Regions from separate parts of the Drosophila melanogaster genome. Here region 2 is linked to region 1. The links are chromatin contacts, called in public Hi-C maps. All regions are on one chromosome and are shown on one strand. The core of a region is the stretch at or near the end of the contact, and the rest is flanking DNA. Distances in the headings are between cores, read along the strand shown.

Region 1 (6,280 bases), core at 2,284-4,783:
TTAAGCTTAGCTCAGGCGAACACTGAAGTTTATTTAACTAACAAATTTTTGGTTGAAACTAAACTTTTTTAAAATTATATTGCATTTCTATTAAGACCCTAAATACTTTTTTTTACTTTTCCGTCCCATTGTGCCCGTTCGAGAGTCGACTTCCAAGCATTTAAGTCGGTCGCCGTTGTCGTTGTTGCTACCTCCAGTGCCTGGGCTCTGAAACTCCGGCTTTAACTCTGGGCTGTGGGCTTTGGCTTTGGCTTTGGGTCTGGCTACGACTGTGGCTCTGGCCCGATCCACTACGGTCGGAGCGAGTCTGGGTCTGGTGCTCTGGTCTGGGGCCCCACATTGAATTCTTCGGCTGGGGCGCACGGCACAACGTGCGATAGCTGCGAATCGAGTCGGTTCGAGTCGAGCCGAGAGCCGCACATAAAAAACAACGTCAAGAGAAAAAAATAACAAGTAGAAGCAAAAAAAAAAGTCGAGTTTCGGCTTTCGAGCTGGGTTTGGGTTTAAGCCGCGATCTCCACCAAAGCAATTTAGGTGTACGAGCCATAGAGGAAGAAGAAACTTTGGAAACATAAAAAAGAGCGCTCCGGCCCGAAGACAACGACGATGGGGCATAATAAAAAAAATTACCAGCAAGCTGGGGTTCAACGAAGTTGGATAAGAAGAAGACGAAAACGCAGCGGCCGAGCGGTCTTCAGCTCATCATAATAAAAATGAATTGAATTGAAGACATGGGCGAAGACGCACCACCCGCTCTCCCACTCTTCTTACACAGCGGGCACAGCTCTCCTAGTTTCATATGTTGGTGGATGTGGATCTGGATGTGGATGGGAAGCTCAAGATGACGCCGATATGGTGGCTAGTCCCTCGGAGTTTCCCATGCTGGCTTGGTTATTTTTCCCTCCCTCATGGTGAAAACTTTGAATGCAAACACCCACAACAATAACAGAGCGGGCGAGCTATTTGCTTATAGCGGCACATGACGATGTGGGAACGGAAAGATTTTCGAGCCCGGCTTTCCCACTAACGTTGAACTTGCACAATCGGAGGTATAGCATTTGTAATGTTAAAGTTTATATCAACTATACAACTAAAAGTTCAGAAGAATTTAAAAAAAATCAGTAAAAGCTTTTCATATTTTTACCTAAGATCCAGAGAGTAGAGTTATGCTTACGAAAATATATAAAAATACTTTATTCTAACAAATATTTTGGACTACAATTTAACTGTATCAATGAATATTTGTAAAATGGTTGGTCCACTCCATAGATGTAAGACTGTTTACCCAAACATGAATCAAGGCTGTGCTCGAGCTATCTATGGTTGGGCTATGGTTTTTGGGGTGGTGGGGAGTTTGTGGGTTGCGTTGTATGAGGCAGACTTTTTTGATGTGCGCATATTTTGCGTCGGCCATTTCATGTTGCCGCACCACGGAGTTCGCCGCACGACTGACAGACACAAAACCCCCGATTCCGATTCCGATTCCGATACGAGTTTCGAGTGCGAGTCCGAGTCCCCGTGTCGATGTGGGGACGTCGATTGGCAGCAGAGGCGGAGGCAGCGGTCGCGACGGAGACAGGAAGCCACCGCGACGGCGGCGTCGTCGACCAAATCAGCTGTTTTTGGCGAATTAGAGCAATTTTCAATGCGCGCCGCTTGCTGTTTCTGCCTTCTTTTTTTGCGGCTTTTTGTTGCGCTTCATGTCGAAGATTTATAAGCAGCGACGCCGGCAGCGAAGTTAGCATCGCAATTGGTGACATTGAAAATTTGCAAGGCATCTCTCGCTCTTCCCACTTTGCGTACGTGAATGTGTATGGTGTTTGTGATTTTGCGAAATGGGGGAACAGCTGACAGCATACATTACCCATACGAGAGGAGGCCAAGTGGGGGGAAGTGGGGGTTAAGAATGGTAACTTTTGGTCAATGAACCATACCTCCCAACCTCGCCTCCTTTCCGGCAAAGGCAACTCAGCTGTTTGCGAGATGTGTACGGCAGAGTGAGGCTTTCGTGAAACGTGAGTCGAGACCCTTACAAATCCCAATACCAACCATCCAACCAACCCATATCATCCCATTCCATTGTAAGCCGCCGAAGGGTCGGGAGAGCATTTCTACCTAAGGTCGAGAACCATAATCCCCGAAAAGGATGCAGCGCATTAGACACGCCAGTGAGTTCGGGCTCAATTTCGGTTTTCTAGGATTGCTGCACTCACTTTCTACCTGACCATCCCAAGCGATCCATCAATATGTCATTCCGACTGTCGAGACTTTAAGGACGAATTCGACTGTGATTGAACCATTGCCAAGTAGCGGGGCGACTCGAAATGGGAATGAAATTGCCAGGAAATCAACCTGTTGGTCGATTGATAGCCCTGCTAATAAGAAGTAGTCTGAGCAATACCTGTATGCTGTTGGGAACCTCCTTTGATAGGAATATTGACACCAACTTATTTGTTTTAAACTCTAATTTCATGAACATTAAAATCATGATCACACAGATTCTGTAGCCAACTTTATAAAGTTATTTTTATATGTGAATATTAATAACAATATGAACCTTAAAAAGTAACTTTTATATAACATCCGCCAGTAATTTATTTTTATGCGAATCCGTTTAAGATTTTTGTAAAATAACTAACTTGTTCAAATACACTGGAATCGTGTCTAAAGATCTCAAAAATCAAGCGTCTTTGAACATTGGAATAAAAAGGCGAAATAGGAATCCCCAGCTGATGGTCTCCCGAACGCAATAGCTGCTTCTCCACTGGGCAGATAGCCGATGATCATCGATCTGCATGCAAAAATTTTTGCCGTACGGCTCTTATCACGCAGACCAGCTGATAAGACAAGAGAACGAGTAGAGCGAACAGAGCCAAAGAGCCAGAGCATTGCGTCAAGTGCGCTAATCGCTCCGAATCGGAACCAGGGCTACAGGCAACGAGCAACAACAATTGCCGTTAACAATTGTCAGAGCGACAGCACACTGCGCAAATTGCACGTCGCGCAGTGTACGAGGCAACAACAGCTATCAAGGCGTACGTACGTACATTCACCAAGCCGCTTGGTAAACACAAAATTACAAAAACAAAAAATACCATGAAAAAAACTGTGGGTATATATGTATGTAAGTACATACAGCCCCAACCAACAAAGACTCCACTCCACATCCCATGCCTACATATGTATGTATGTACATCCACAGCTACATCCAATGTTGCTGACTCGACTCACCGCATACATACAGACGCTCCGTTCGTATATATGTAAAAACATGTACAAGCGAACGAGCCGAACGACCGACACACGAAGTACAGTCGCACAGTTAAAAATAAAGTATGGGCCGCTGCAACGCAGAGGGGTAAAGGGAGATGACACGAGAGAGAAGGAAGGCAAAGAGAAGAAGAAGAGAGCGAGCGAGGGCAAAACAACAAAGCGAATGCTGGTAAATAATGATGATGGAACCAGTGTGCTGTATATGTATGTAGGCATGTGTTCGTATGCGTGTGTGTGTATACTGCACAGTAAAATTTCATGTATTAAAATCGCTTGTTCGTGTATATGCACTGTACAGGGTAAGAGCTGCCATCGCTGTGCTGTTGATAGCGAGGGACGTAATATCGCAACTTTTGCCGTTCCAAAAGCACGGAGCCAAGCGAACGTTCGTTCGTTCGTTCGCTGGTTCGTTCGAGTTTAATTTTGTAGTACGTAGCAGGAAAAAAAAGAAACGACGAAAAAATAAATGATGGCGGCAACAACAACGACAACAACAGCGACGACTCGTCGTCGACTGAGTTGGCAGTGTTGCGTTCCGATTTTCGTCGAAAATATTTTTGTTTCTTTTTGCGTTTCGAAAACACTCGAAGTGCTAAAGAAAGAAGAGTAGAGCAGGGAAGAAGAAGACGAACAGGCAGAGGCTTACAGCGACCGTTTTTCTAGTGCGTTTCGCTTAGAATGGCAAAAATCTCAAAGGGGACGAAGAATTCCACCCAAAAACCCCCCACTTTCAGTTGTAGTATGGTAAGTGGTAAGTACGGCGCGCTCGTTTTTGCGAAGGTTGCTAGCGTGGTGGGATAACGGATGTTGGATATTGTATTCGTCGGATGTCGGACAACGGCCGCAGCGTAGCGCGCGCAAATTCACGTAGTTTGAATCGGATTCGGATTTGGACTCGCCAGCGCAGCGCCACAAAGCTAACGGATCGAACCAAGGTTGCCCGCTGGCATTTTCCTACGGCATGAGGCAATCAAAATGCGAAGATACTGTCGAAGTACACGGAAAGATAAAGACTTTATAGAAAACCTGGAGGATTGTTTACAGCTTTTGGGAGTTATATGTATGCTATGTTATACATTAAGGAATATAGTAGTAGTTTTATAAGAAAGCGCAGTTTATTTTGTAGCAAAGGAGTTTTTAGTCGATAGTTTTTAGGTCGATCTTGATCGCAAACAAATCAACAACTTTTAGTATATAAAATTTAGAATCTACTTTTTATGGCCATAGTGATCTGATCGTATATTCCGATCAATGCTAACATGTGTACATAGGTACTTTTCATATTCTATCTCAGTTGATCTTGAAGTTTTGGATTTATCGCGAAACCTAATCTGTGTGTCCTTTATTTAACGATTCCTTGGTTAACACTCTTTAAGGGCTGCCTTGCCGCTTTAACCCATGTCCGCCCACGAGCGCCCATCCGTGACTATGACGCCAACTCCCGGACTCCCGCACTCGTATATTCCGGCTCTGCTTCGATACGGCCGCCCACACATACATACAACTCTCCCCCGATGGCAGTTCCCCCTTATAACACCGTGGACTGTTTATAAAATAACCTTATTTTGCACATGTACACGGGTTTTCGTTGTGCTGGTGTGTGTGTAAGCTCCATCAGCTCCACGGAGGGTTGGGTGATTCCTACTCTTCCCGAGACACCCTCTCTGCTTTTCCGTCTCTCTCTTTCTGGCACTTTATGCCTGACATTATTATAATATTATATTCCTTATAATAATGGGTTGGCAGCACAGGCAGCCGAAAACCACCTACATCCATATACCAACCGTCCAACCACCCATCTGCCATCAGCCCTCCCATATCCTTCGCCTCATCCCAACCCCTCTCATCGAGTCGAGTTGGCGACCCTGCGCAGTAAAGTCGAGCCGGCTTTTCTCTATCGTACGACCCTACGCTCCATACTCCGACATCCCCCTTATAAAATCAACCCAAGCCACCCACTCTGAATACTTCTCGTGTTGGGTGTGGTGAGATATACCGTGTGACGTATAAAAGCTAAAAACGTTGGCAAATATAATGAAATTGGGTGAAATGCTATGCCACCCACTGTACCTCCCATTAACCCCCAAGTTCTGGCATAATAAAGCCTACCAAACAGGACGAGAAATGCGCTGGGTTTTGGCTGGATTGATGGTGGTGGTGGTGCTGCTGCTCTGCTGTCGGCGCTAGTGGTGGTGGTGGTTTTGGGCCATCCACTAGTATGAAAACCACTTTTCCAATTGCACGTACACCACTACGTGGGCTGAGCAAAAGAGAAAGGGAGTGCGGAAGAGAGAAAGAGAGATGGAATGTTTCAAACCACTCCACTGCCTTCCCCTTTTTTGCCGTACTCAATTGCTGCTGTTGTTGTTGTGTGGGTGGTGGGGCGGTTGTCAGAGAGAGAGCAGTGAGCGAAATGAAAATGGAAGCGAGGACATGCGGAGCAGGCAGGACGAACAAATGTACACAGTGGAAAATTAAATTAAAGTGGAATTTCTGCTATGCGTATTTGAAAATTTAAAATTTGTATTTTAAAGGATGCATTAAAACTGTGCAAGTGCAATTGATTGACAAGCTGTGCTTTCAGTAGGACGATATTGGGTGCATTATTTTTGCCAGTGTGCTTGGGTGGGTGGAGAATTGGGGTGGACCATGTAGTGGTGAGCTGGGAGGGCCTTGCTCTGTCGCTGCTCTGCGTACGATAACTTTAATTTGGCTTAATGGAAATTTTCGCTGGCGCTCTCGTAGTACTGTTATCCTTAAGCAAACCCGTGGATCCTGCTCCTGTTTCGCTCTCCACCCCAGCCTCCGTCTCAGTTACCCAACTGGCCATCGTCCATGGTCTATGGTCCGCGTGCTAAGTAGGTGACGCAACCGCAAATTTGCGGCTGGCGATTTAATAATGCTAATGGTGTGCGTGTGGAAGTGCATTGGTAGTTGGACATTGCACGTGTAGTGGCTTCTGTTGCTGTTGTTGTTGTTCGCGCCCTGGACCGTCTGAGAGTCACGT
Region 2 (6,280 bases), core at 2,045-4,544, 820 kb before region 1:
CGCGCTTTTGGCACCACCGAGTGGATCTGATTGCCTGCTGGTGTGAGGTCACGTAGGCACATGCTGTCCACCTCACTGGCCACAATCCCATCCGTGTAGATATTGACTGCATTCGTTTTGGCGTGAAAGAACTCCCCGACGCGGTGGGCCATCTCCCAGTAGGCGATTTGGCACCACACCTGACTGTTGATGTTATGATCTGAAATTTAAGGAAAACACAATGCTGTAGATGCAGGTATCTATTTGGATAATAATAATTCCAAAAAACAGTTTAAGAAATCGTAATTATGTATGTACATGCTACTGCAAAGATTAGATATGAATGAATTTACAATGTCTAGTTAAGTTGCTTATTTATTTGTGAGATTGTCAACTCATTAAATTCATAAAGATGCCTGCGATAAAGTTATTCCCATTAATAACTATTATTCAAATCGCAATCTTGTAACCCGCATACAAATTGCTAGCTAAAGCGGTAATAACTCTTTCGCCGGCCAATAAAATGTGATTTAAAATTGCCATAACATTCAAGCGATATCGGGGGAGTAAGCGCTATATATCGCCATATCGTTTGAAAATACAGAATACAGCGAGTCTCGCATTCAAATATTCACATTCACATTACGTTCACACTCACTTGTGTGCTCAGACATTTAAATGGTAATAATTTTGGCGCCAGGGCATTACGTAAACAGACCGGCGTCGCGTATTCTGTATGTGTGTGGTATTCATTTGCGCATATGTATGTATATCGGCCCGCTCGGCTGGCTGTGTGTATATATGAACATATATTAGTGCACAAACCCACAGAGTCTGTTTATGGGTTCATTTGTATATTCCGATTTCGAACGCGTGTCGGTCGGGCCAATAACAAAGTGAGAAACAAGTGCCGCTCTTTATTTGAAATCCTTGCTGACGAGAGTTTTCGAAAACGCGTGGGCTTTGAGTACAAATTGTTTGAAATTTATGTCCACATTAAACCAAACCATTCATAAAATTAAAAATTTATATTTAATTGAATGAATATACCTACGAATGCCTCGGAATTAGTAAACAAAATGCGCTGAGTTTAACGTTTGCAGTCGTAAAGCGAGACAATGCTAACATTGCGTATACGCCACCGTATCTGTAGTTATGTATTTATATATTTGTAAATACCTACTTCAGATGACACCATTACCATTGTCAGCATTAACACACCCTCGTCTTGGGAATTTATCAATCAACAATGGCATAAAGAGCATTGTCAGACAACAGAGTGCAAATATCGCGCATACGCCATGGTGGCCAAATTGCCAATGGCAACAATGCAAGCGGGTCGATATTCGATTACAGCGGCGGTGCAGTTGGCCAGAACGGCCAGAGCCGATTCGAGAAATGTGCTGTGCGCATTGGGCGGCACACATAATCTACACAATCGCTCAGCGATTCAGCGGAAAATCGAGGAAAATCGCAGGGAAAATGAAAAGGCCGAAAGGCGCTAAAGGCCAAGCCCAGGCGCGCGGCTAGTGGCGCCAAGTAAAAATATATCGCAATAAATCCGTAGACGGCTTTTAAAATTTTGCATGGCAAAGAATGTGTCGAATGGGGTGGCAAGTGGCGGGCAACGAGCGGGCCAGCGGGGGCGTTGGACGCTGCAAGTGGCGCCTGTCCGATGTTTACCTAATTAGGTCGACGCCGGCGATTCCGTCGCGTCTCGCCATGGCCACGAAAAATTGTTTACCCCACCAGGCAGCCGTCGCCACCTCGCTCGCTCAACTGGGAGAGTAGCAGCTCGCCAAGATTGTGGGCCAGTTGAGTTGATCCAGGCGAAAGGTGAATCGGAAAATTGGGGAATCAGCTTGGCACCCTCATTGTGCAAACTCAAATGAAATCGAATATATCTACGTAGAAATTTCAACAGGTTCTGCCTCATATATTACACTTAACGTGCCATATTTTCCGAATTATTGGCCTTGAATAAATAAATTATTTTGGCATTTCAATTGAAGATGGGAAATAGAAATATTTGAATAATTTTAATGGATCGATGATTCTTAAGAATTGTTGTCTTAATATGGTTAGATTGAGATATTTCATTTGAATTGTATTTAAGTATTTCGTGAAACATTGCGATTTACATTGGTAATTAAAGATTGTGACAGTGAGAATTTGCTATGTATACACTTAGAGCTCTAAGCTGGAGGAGGGTTCTGCTTGAAAGATCTACCTACTGCAGTTTTTCCTGTACTACACATTTGTAAATTCGTAGCGCCGCTTCATGGCTGCTGATTCCCCTTGCTAATATTTATGTAAGTAGGTACATAAATGTACATACATTTGTGTTAGATGCCCGAATCCACGGGCTGCTACATCATCTTTAAATTTAGAATATTTTATCTTCAATCTGTGTACATGTGTGTGGGTTGAGGCAGTGGCCTGTAAGTTTGTCGGTGGCACACATGTGTTGCCTTCGGGGAAACACGGATGCCCGACTTGTGTGTGCTCCATTTCGGCCGAGTTCGAACGGCGATGAAGTTGCAGTAATGCAATTACGAAATTGAATCGATTGCTCAAGAAAGCTGAAATTATGTGGGCGATTTAAACATTCCATAGTACTTATCGACGTTCTGCAACTAATACTATATTGATGATGTATCTAAGTACCTTTGCTTTCCTAATTAACCATCATAATATTTAAAACATCATCCCATCATTGATTACAAAATTCTTGAGAAGGCCGTTCGAGACTATCATTCTCAGTTCAAAGACTATGCCAACAATGTCCATTTGACAAAATTGTGATGGGAATCAATCAAATCGAAATTTCAATCTATTTTTAACTGGCCTGTCACCCAATCGTCGTAAAGCCGCAACTTAACGGTCCATTTAAATGTAATAGTTTTCCGTCGTTTCGTCGCCAGTACAATGCCATAAAAAAGCTAAATGGACGATGGTATACACACACACACGAATGAGTGTATGCATGTGTGAGTTCTGGCCAGTTTCAGTTTCACGGGCCGTCTCAGTCGCCGGGTAATGGTAATGCCGTGAATGATATCATAGCCCCCATAGGACCCCTTGTACCCCCTCCGCCTCTGCACCCCCTTTCAAGCACTCTTGTAAGTTAGCATTAAAATTGTGGCGCCATCGAGAGCGCCAACTCACCTCGCTCTCCGCGCTCACTCCCTCTCTCTCGCTCAGCCTGCCGCCGCCCGTGTTTGTTTTTCGCTCATTATTTATTTTCATTTCGTTTTTGCTGTTTTCGCTTAAAAGTTAATATCAATATAGAAAGTGACGACCTGACGCGGCAAGCTGGCGCCACGATACAACAACAACTGGCCCGCCAGAGAGAGCGCCGCTCACACACACCACTACCGGGCACCAGCCCCAATACACCTAAACGGCAAAATAATCGCAGCACTTCGCTCTCTTCCACTTTCTTACACCGAACAAAAATATCGTTACATGGAAAACAATATCATTTAGAAATATATTTTCATTTTATTTGGTTTGTTTGTAAGTTCATCAACTATTTTTCAACATCGTAAATAGATTGTGTTATTAAGGCAGTGTTGTGATGTTTGATTCAAAATGAAATATGTATGCCTCGAATACCTCGAATTTATTCCACAAATGAAAATGGATTTTTTTTATGTGCTCTCTCCCAATCGCCTGATAAGCGGGGGAGAGGCAAAAGAGAGTGGGATTTTGGGGCACAAAACTCACCTTTTCCATCAGTGGTAACCGACTCGTAGAGAGCCGGCTTGTAGATGTTCGAAATGCTGGTGCTTTCGGCACTCCACGTGCTGAGCGCTGCCGACTTTGCATCGTTCTGCGAGTCTTCTTCGAAATCTGCAAGATTTGGTTTTGTTGATTAATACACCCGGATCGAAAATGTATATGGAAAAGCCGGCTTACCTGCATCTTTCAGTCTCAGCATTTTTGAGCGTTGGTACGGCGGTGTTGGGGATTCTAAAATGGTAGACAAGAGAGGGGATAGTTTTAGATATCTTGGAGATACGTACATACATACGGTACACTTGTATGAATGGTATTATTAGTTTTGTAATAGATGCATGATAAACAAGTAAAATCTCCATAGTCTTAGAAATATTAGTACGCTATAAGATGTTGAAGACTGATACATTTTATATAACAAATTTGTATAACAGCACATTAAGCTATTTATTTATTGCTCTTTTAAGATCACACTAACATAACCTGCTAGAAAGAGTTAAAGGTAAAGAACTCTACAATGCCATTATCAATAACTCGATTCAATCGAAATGCATGAATTTGCGGTAGTTTAAAAATTCGAAATGTTATCAAGTAAATTGACCATGTTAATGAAATAGTTTGGCTGACTAAACCATATGAAAATTCTTATCTCAACCTTATCGGCCTAATGCACTTTTACCAAGTTTCATTTCGGACAGCAACGTGTATGATTACAAACCCTTTCGAATTAACGAAAACTTCGAGTTATAAATGCGCGTCTTCTAGTCGGGGCGCATATAGGATGAGATCATGGTTCGCAAAACTAATACATACTAGTGTTTGAATATTTGAGCAGCAAATAAAGCGAAACAAAAACAGAGAGAGAGAGCAACAAAGCCAAACAAAAATAAAGGCCAGAAAAACTAAAAACCACAAAGAAAGAATAGGCAGTCGAAACAAACCCAGGCGTAAGCGTAAGCAAGCCAAACATCAGCGCGGCGATATAAAAATAAATAATCTTTGCATATCAGGCAGCCCCACTGGGGGACATTTTATTTTTATTGGCGCAAAAATCGTTTGATGTGCGGCGATCTCCGATCGCTGGTAGATACCAGCTCCCATCTCCGATTCCTATGGCGCTGTATTTAATCTCGCTTACATTCTACATCCTACTCCGTTCCGTTTCGTTCCCATTCTTTCAATTCACTCCCAAAAAAGCAAACGGAACAGGTCGTTTTTGGTGACTGAGATGGGCGCAGACAAAGGCCTCAATGAATTACCTGCCAGATTTCGAACCTCTCATTCAATTAAATAAATTAACTTATTTATGAAGCATCGCATTAACATTTTATGGCCTGCATTAATGTATTACTTAAAAAATAATAAACCGTGCGCCATGAATATAACATATTTTAATAATATCAGATCAGAACTTTAATACAAATGGAACAAGTTAAACAACCTATCCTATTTTTACTCTGAAAAATTATTATGCAACGGATCCACTTCGGGTTAATAATAAGATTTACTATAAACAACTTTGTAAGCTTTTCATTTTATGATATCAGCAAAATACAAGCCCTTAGATCAAATCGTTATTTAAAAGGGGCACGGCAATTTGTAAATTAAACTAGACATAAAGCAAATCGGCTTTGCATCCAAATATCGTTGATTAGCTTCCAACCAATCGAATGCATATCTATGCGATACACTTGAGAGAATTTAATATTCAGTCAACAAAAATCGCCATAAAATAACTGCACATTAAAGTCCAAAAGTGGCAATCAAGGTGCAACAGATGAGCCCAGATTTCGATGGGAGTAGAAGATCTGCAGTAAGTAATGCTCTTGGTATTCTGACGGCGCATAAATCGCTTGATGCGCCTCGTCAACGGCGCCTGGCGACTCGAATCGCCTCAAATGTTCCCAGATCGTGGCGATTCGCCAACGTCGGTCCCCAAGCCCCAATGTACCAGTTAAACCTGATTACGAGCGGCCGCGTCATCGACGCCAACGTCGAAAATCTAACAATTCTTAACAAAAAAAACCATAAAAACAAAAAAACGAGCGGCACAGCGAAACCGAAACTGAAACCAAAGGGAGAACCGACCATTCCAGAACGCCGTCAACAAGCTGATGGATCGTATGATCGTATGACCAGTCGGCGGAATAGGCAACTGAATATTTACGGCTCTGGGTGTTGGGTTCTGGGCAAAAGAGTACCAGTCCATTGAGTCAGATTCCAGTAATTGAAATTTAAACCAGGCGATTCCATAAAGTGGACACCGCTTTGTTTGTCGACCATGCTCCAGATTTCCCCATTCCTATTTAGAATGGATTTTAAAACGTATGGGGTATTTTAGTATCAATCAGCCAAACAGTTCTGATAAGAATTTTTCAGTTTTTTATGCATTTAAACCATATATGCATGTATGTTGTTCGATGATAAGTACTAGGTAATATCTTGTAGTACACAGGGGTAACTGCGTTTCACCCTAAACTCACCTCCAGCACACCTGACATAATGATTAAAATAAGCGTAAAACCGAACTCCATGCTATTCCAGGCATACAACGTAATTA

What was found. A called contact is a pair of places that touch in the nucleus more often than the background predicts.
Region 2: a contact with region 1 is called in a Hi-C map of the Kc167 cell line, with 2.0 times the contacts expected there. The contact joins two enhancer-like sites. A contact is called at or near these places in 6 of 107 Hi-C or Micro-C datasets (the Kc167 cell line, the OSC cell line, the S2 cell line and 2 more).

Annotation. Positions count from the first base shown.
Region 1 is chr3R:16,247,349-16,253,628 of dm6, reverse strand. All of the region lies in intron 1 of tara (taranis), which reads right to left. Among named protein-coding and RNA genes, the nearest start is that of bor, 14 kb to the left of the region's middle. Within about 2 kb of position 3,533, at least 39 of the 39 cell types and tissues checked have an H3K27ac peak or open chromatin away from gene starts, as enhancers often do. A contact at or near this core is called in the Kc167 cell line, the OSC cell line, the S2 cell line and 1 more, where this site is marked.
Region 2 is chr3R:17,062,390-17,068,669 of dm6, reverse strand. Dad (Daughters against dpp) reads right to left here. Exons shown (of 8, transcript NM_057912.4): 4 at 3,901-3,954; 5 at 3,709-3,834; 6 at 1-199. Among named protein-coding and RNA genes, the nearest start is that of Ns1, 7.1 kb to the left of the region's middle. Within about 2 kb of position 3,294, at least 32 of the 39 cell types and tissues checked have an H3K27ac peak or open chromatin away from gene starts, as enhancers often do. A contact at or near this core is called in the Kc167 cell line, the OSC cell line, the S2 cell line and 1 more, where this site is marked.